2 separate regions of the Ovis aries genome follow, and region 1 is linked to region 2. A link is a contact called in public Hi-C data. All regions are on one chromosome and are shown on one strand. Each heading gives the region's core, a stretch centred on a gene start, on an enhancer-like site or on the middle of the called end of the contact. The rest is flanking DNA. Distances are from core to core; before and after follow the strand shown.

Region 1 (2,939 bases), core at 322-2,821, 71 kb before region 2:
GAACTCTCAAGCATCCTCTCAGCACCGCAGTTGGAAAGCCCTGTACATGTGCAATATGAAGCACATTTTGGGGAAAAGAGAAAGGAGAGGAAGAACTTCCTCCTACTTCTCATCTTGCTCAGTTTAGATTTGGCATCACACATACACACACACAGACACACACATACACACACACACACACAGACACACCTGTCTCTTTTCACAAACAACTTCTCTTCTTTTCTCAGGGGTTCTCATCTTCCACACTTTTGGTGCTTGGGTCAGATCATTCTTGGTGGTGGGCCCATCCTGTGCCAACATTATATGTTGCAGCATCAGGGGCCTCTACCCACTAGATAGCAGTGCCCCTCCCCCAAGTGTGAAAACCACAATGTGTCCAGCCATCTCCAAGTTCTGGGTGGGGAGGTGGGGGTGGGGGACATACGGCCCCTGAGAACTCCTAGTCCTGGCTCGTTTCCCTACTGATGCTGAGACTCCACCTGCCCCAACGCATACATACAACTTCTTAGGCATCATATGTGTGAAATCTCTTTTCCTTTCCTGTGTAGCCCACAGCTCCATCTTAACTGGATTCTTTTCATAAATACTTAAACCTCTTCAAACAACCCTCCTTCAACAACACTTCCAGGGAATCCCTAAGGCAGCACCTGTCCTTCTGTTCCCTCCACATGTTGAGGGGTTGGCATTTTCCCGGCTTCATTTCTTTCTCTTCTTTCCATCTTCCCTCCCTCAAGAATGATTCAGGGACCTGCCATTCGGCTCCTGAAGCTTCCACTAAGGTCTCAGATGACTTCCCAGTGGACAAATGCAGTGTACATGAGGCTCACTGGAGCAGAACCAGATGGAGGCAGTGTGAGTGTGGTGTTGACCCTGTTGAGTTTTGGCTTTTCAGAGGCATCCTCGAGGAGACGTTGGGTGGACACTGATAGTTGAGGGCTGGAGTGAGAGGGGTGGCCTGGGCCACCAGTGCACCTGGGATGGACCAGTGTGTGTGTATATATATATGTACCTGATGCCACAGGTGAGATGAGGTCCCTTGGAGAAGAGTGGGTGCGTGGGACTTAGAGCAGATGTTCTCAAACTTAAGGGAACTTAAGAATCAATTGAAGGGCTTGCAAAAGGCAGATTGCTGGGCCCCACCCCCAGAGTTTTTAATGCAGCAAATCCTATGGAGCCGCGGCGAGGGGGCGTTTGAGTTTCCAACCAGGTCCTCCCGAGATGCTAAAACTGCTGGTCGGCTACCACGCTTGGCGGTCCAGGTACCAGCTGGGCGGTTCGGGTACCGCGCTGAACGGTCCTAGTACCGAGCTCTGTGGTTAGGCTATCGAGCTTTGAGGTCCAGGCACCGCGCTGGTCGGCCGGGTACCGAGCTCTGTGGTTCAGGCACCGCGCTTTGCGGTCCGAGTGCCGAGCTTTGCGGATCCGGTACCACGCTTAGCGGTCTAGGCACCGCGTGGGCGGGAGACGGCGCAGGGCCGCGGGACTACAACTCCCAGCGTGCCCCCGCGCGGCTCGCGCGCGCCCCCTGCAGGCGGCTCGGGGCGTCGCTCGGCGGCGGGGGCCCCTCGGGAAGTCCGTGAGGGAGCGCGGGAGCCGCGGCGGCTGCTGGCTGCGGAGCGGAGCTGGCGGGTGAGTGGGGGCGGCGCCGACCACTCTCGCCTCGCGTCTGAGCCGCGTGGTCATCTCGGGCTGCGGGTCCGGGTCTAGGTCCGGAATGGGGGTCCGGGGTGCGGGGTTCGGGGTGCAGGGTCCGGCGCGGGTCGCGGGGCTGCCCCTCGCTGAGGCGGCGTCCGGACGGTCCAGCTCGGGCGGCCGGACCCGTGTCGCAGGTGGCGCGGCAGGAGACTGGCCTCCCCTCCGGGCCGGGGGTGTCCGGGAGCGCTGGACAGAGGCCGGCGCCGCGGACTCGGGGCCCCAGAGGCGCCCCCGGAGCGGCCCCGCGGGAGCTGTCCCGGGTGCTGCGAGGCGGGGCGGGCGGTCCGTGGGGTCCAGGCCCCTGCGAACCGTGGGCGCCGCTGCGCTGGCCCGGCCGGCGTGGCGCACCTGGACCCGAGCGCCGTTGGGATGCCCGGTGGCCCGGGATGCGCAGCCTGTCAGGAGCGCAGGGGGACGCCTCCTCCTCGCGCATCCGGGGAACGCCGTTAGTTTTAGAATTCTGTTTTAAAAAGGGAATTCGGACCCTGAATATCTCATTTTTGAGGTGTGGGCGCTGCGTTTGCCAGCAGGTAAGTTTATATAATGAGCGCTGCTCGCTTGGAGAGACGCGTTCCCAGAGGCTGCTCGCCCTTGCCCTCTATCGGGAGCATTTCGCCCGCCGTGACGCGCTTATCCATCAGCAGCTGCGGGCGCTGCAGGCAGCAGATAAAGCGCCGCTGAGTCGTCACAAGTCAAATTTTGGTTTCAGAAGATTTCTGTCGTTTAGTTTCAAACAAGATGCTGTTTCATTTAAGATGGGAGACGAGGTTGGGGGTGGGGGCAAGCCTGTCATCCCCGATGCCTTACTCTCCAGAAAACAGCTTTGCAGGACGAAGTCTGGAAGCAAACTAAGTTTGATTTGTGCCCCAAACTAGACCTGGAGCGTCCACTCTGAGGTCTGTTCGTTTTAATCGTTTTTCCGGTTGATTTGTCTGCTTGTTGTACATGGACAATCTTTTCTGTTAAACAACGGAGGTCTCTTTCTGATGTTTGTACTCATTTCTTGTTTTCTATGGACCACCTCTCCAGAGCCTTGACTATTAAATAGGACATTTTTGTCTTGGGCTTGGTTTTAGGGGAATGTTGCCAGTGTTTCCTCATTAAGGATCTGATTTATCAGATTAAGTCAGTTTCTGTTTTGTGAATTTCCACCCCCTCCCAAAATGCTTCTGTGTAGCATGTATTTATATGACCATGTAGTTTTCTTCTTGACATTGTTAACATCACAGGAGATTATTTTGCTA
Region 2 (3,159 bases), core at 94-2,593:
CATTCCTGTGAATTCAGACCCATGCATCAGCTGACAAACCAGCCACTAGGAGCACTGGCCGGCAGGTCACCCATCAGCAGGTCTGTCTCTGCTGCAGGTGCCAGCACCCCTGCCATTGTGCAGTTGTGTTAGGTGGTTCTGTGAGTGTCAGCTCACACTTTGTCTTTATTTTCTGTGCACGAAAACCAGGGGAATGAGAGCTCTGGCACTAGTAATAAGTGTGGGTTTTAATATCTCAGTACCATTGAGAGGTACCAAGGAGGTGACTCACTGTTAGAAAGGGCACCCCCAGCAGGAGCTCACTGGAGTCGCCACCACTCTCTATAGATTCAGCTGTAAAGACAAAAATGAGACTAAAGAAAAGAAGGAAAATACTAGCAGTACGTGATTGATTTCCTCCTAAAGGAAAGATGTAATTATAAATTATATGTAAACACTTAGGGGACAGAATTCTTTTTATGGCCCTCAACATTTGGCTTTGGGACATGTTTTCGGTAATGGCGTGGGATGGTATAATCTGTTTTTTTCCCAGTATATTAATTTTGGAAGGGATCCTGTCATGAAACAATTATACAGTTATACAGTGTTGTGGTTTTAAACTCATAGCAGTTAAACCTGTGATCAGCCTGTATTGTACCCTTTGCTGGGAATTAATCTGTCCTTGGGGAGGAGCCCTCAAACCTAGCACAGAAGGAAATGCTCACTCTTCAGGTAGTACTGATCATATGATGGCAACTGCTGCTAATGTGCTGTCTAACCTGGGTGCTGGGGGAGCTTGGTAAAGGGGCTGGATTGTCTCTGGGTTCTGATGTCCAGGCCCGAGCATCCCCAGGGCCCTGTCACCATCGCAGTACCCAGAGCAACCACTGAAAGGCAGGGAGGGGTGTGGACGGGGCAGGGGTTCCGGCCCTACCTGGTACCCTCCCCCACCCCACCCCGCACCAGGTTTTGGCCTCGCTCAACCTCACCACAGCCTCCAGGAGAAGGCAGTGTTTCGCCCAGATCACAACACTTCAGGGAGGTCACACGAGTGTTACTTTGTCTTCTCCATGCCCGCCCATTTCTACACTGAACACTTGCTCCTCCCAACTGATTTCGAATCAGTATTATAACATCTCTGTGGCAGAGCCCAGCCCAGACACCTGCTTCTTCCTTTTCTCCCTCCAGTGTCTGTGATGCAGATCTGGTCTTAACTGATGGGCATGGGCTTAGAGAATGGGATGGCCCCTGGTGGTAGATGGCTGTCCTCCCTGATACCCCCTAACTGCACATCCCAGGGCCCCAAGAGATGCTAAGCCTTTTAGGTACCCCCTTTCCAAAACTGCAAGGGGCCCCAACACTAGATGGCAGCCTCGTCCACGCACTGACTCATGTTCTGGGAGCCCCCACTCTGACTAGAGGTCCTTTTGACTTTCATGCAATTAGATCAACAAACATTTTTGAGTGCCTACTGTGTGTCTGACACTATTTTAGGCAACAGGGCAACCTCAGGGGGCAGGACAGAGATCCCCCATCCGTGGAGCTCCATGAACAAACATGGACGAGAACAGTGCAGGCACATGGCTGCAGCCGAAGTGGGAGGGGTGCAGGGCAGACAGCTGGGGTTGGGGGCTGAGGGAAGGAGGAGTGACTCACCCAACCTCATTTTATTTACTTTTTATTTTTAACTTATTTTTATATTGCAGTATAGCCAGTTAACGGTAGCTATACTGGTGGCTCAGACAGTAAAGAATCTGCCTGCAATGCGGGAGGCCTGGGTTTGATCCCTAGACTGGGAAGATCCGCTGGAGGAGGGAATGGCTAGCCACTCCAGTATTCTTGCCTGGAGAATTCCATGGACACAGCAGCCTGGTGGGCTACAGTCCATGGGATTGCAAAAGAGTTGGATACCACTGCTACTAGTCAATTAACGATGTTGTGTTAGTTTCAGATGGGCAGCAAAGGGACTCAGTCATACATATACCTGTATCCACTCTCCCCCAGACTCCCCTCCCATCCAGGCTGCCACAGAACATTGAGCAGAGTTCCCTGTGCTATACATTTTAAATATAGCAGTGTGTACATATCAATCCCAGACTCCCTAACTATCCCTTCCCCCCACCCTGGCAACCATAAGTTCGTTCTCTAAGTCTGTGAGTCTGTTTCTGTTTTGTATCATGCGTTAAGATTCTACATGTAAGGGATGTCGTACGATATTTCTCCTTCTCTGTCTGACTTATTTCACTCAGTATGACACTAAGTCCATCCATGTCTCTGCAAATGGCATTATTTCATTCTTTTAAATGTCTGAGTAGTATTCTATTGTATATGTGTACCACTTCTTCTTTATCCATTCTTCTGGACTTGACCTCATTTTAGAAGGAGCGTTTTGGCTGGCTGTGCAGACTGGACTAGTGGATGGAAGGGAGACCCAATCACAGGCTATGGCCAGGCCCTAGGAGAGAGCCTTTTCAAGGCTGAATAATATTCCCTTGTATGTAAACCACATTTTCTTTACCCCTCCATCACTGACTGACCAGGGAATAGCTTTAACTTCTGCAGTGTCCAGGGTGACGCCACTGTGAGGAGGTTTTAAACTTGGTACTGCTATTATAAAGTCTTGGATTCTTTGAGGGTACCTGTACTTCCCAGAGGTACATGGTCATCAGGGTTTGGTGGCTTTCAGGGTTCCTCTCTGGGAACCTGTGGTTCAGAGGAGGGCACTCTCCCTACTTGTCCCTCCAGAAATACTGACTTTTTTGCAAAGTCTTTCTGTCCAGAAATGTGGCTGCCTCTCTGAGCCTTCCTTTTTGTCTTTATAGTCCACACATTTCTTCTCCTTTTTCTTCTGTTTGTTGAGTTTTCTTCTGTTTGATGAGTTTCTTCTGTTGTTGAATTTATACTTTTATTACTTTTGTGGGTGGGATTGCTTTTTGTTCTTTTTTAATGCACTTCATGAACGTGCATGTCATCCTCCACACTAATCTTCTCTGTGTCCTTACAATTTTAGGATGTGTTGCTGAGGTGAACATTCACTGTATTTTTTTAAATTAGATATATTTTAAACTATCTAACTTGTAACTGACTCCTTCCCTCACTGGTACTGATGGTTTTCAGTTGATTCTCCCATGATCTCCAAGTGGACGATTCTATCAGCTGCAGATAACAAAGCCCTTTGTC

Evidence for each region. Hi-C and Micro-C count contacts between places; a contact is called where the count stands out from the background.
Region 1: a contact with region 2 is called in a Hi-C map of hypothalamus, with 5 times the contacts expected there. The contact joins the promoter of SPECC1 here to the enhancer-like site in region 2. A contact is called at or near these places in 11 of 16 Hi-C or Micro-C datasets (blood, hypothalamus, liver and 4 more).

The regions. Positions count from the first base shown.
Region 1 is chr11:33,488,420-33,491,358 of ARS-UI_Ramb_v3.0, reverse strand. SPECC1 (sperm antigen with calponin homology and coiled-coil domains 1) reads left to right here and starts at 1,571. Exons shown (of 15, transcript XM_042256705.2): 1 at 1,571-1,629.
Region 2 is chr11:33,417,000-33,420,158 of ARS-UI_Ramb_v3.0, reverse strand. All of the region lies in intron 3 of SPECC1 (sperm antigen with calponin homology and coiled-coil domains 1), which reads left to right. Among named protein-coding and RNA genes, the nearest start is that of SPECC1, 71 kb to the left of the region's middle. Within about 2 kb of position 1,343, at least 4 of the 54 cell types and tissues checked have an H3K27ac peak or open chromatin away from gene starts, as enhancers often do. A contact at or near this core is called in hypothalamus, where this site is marked.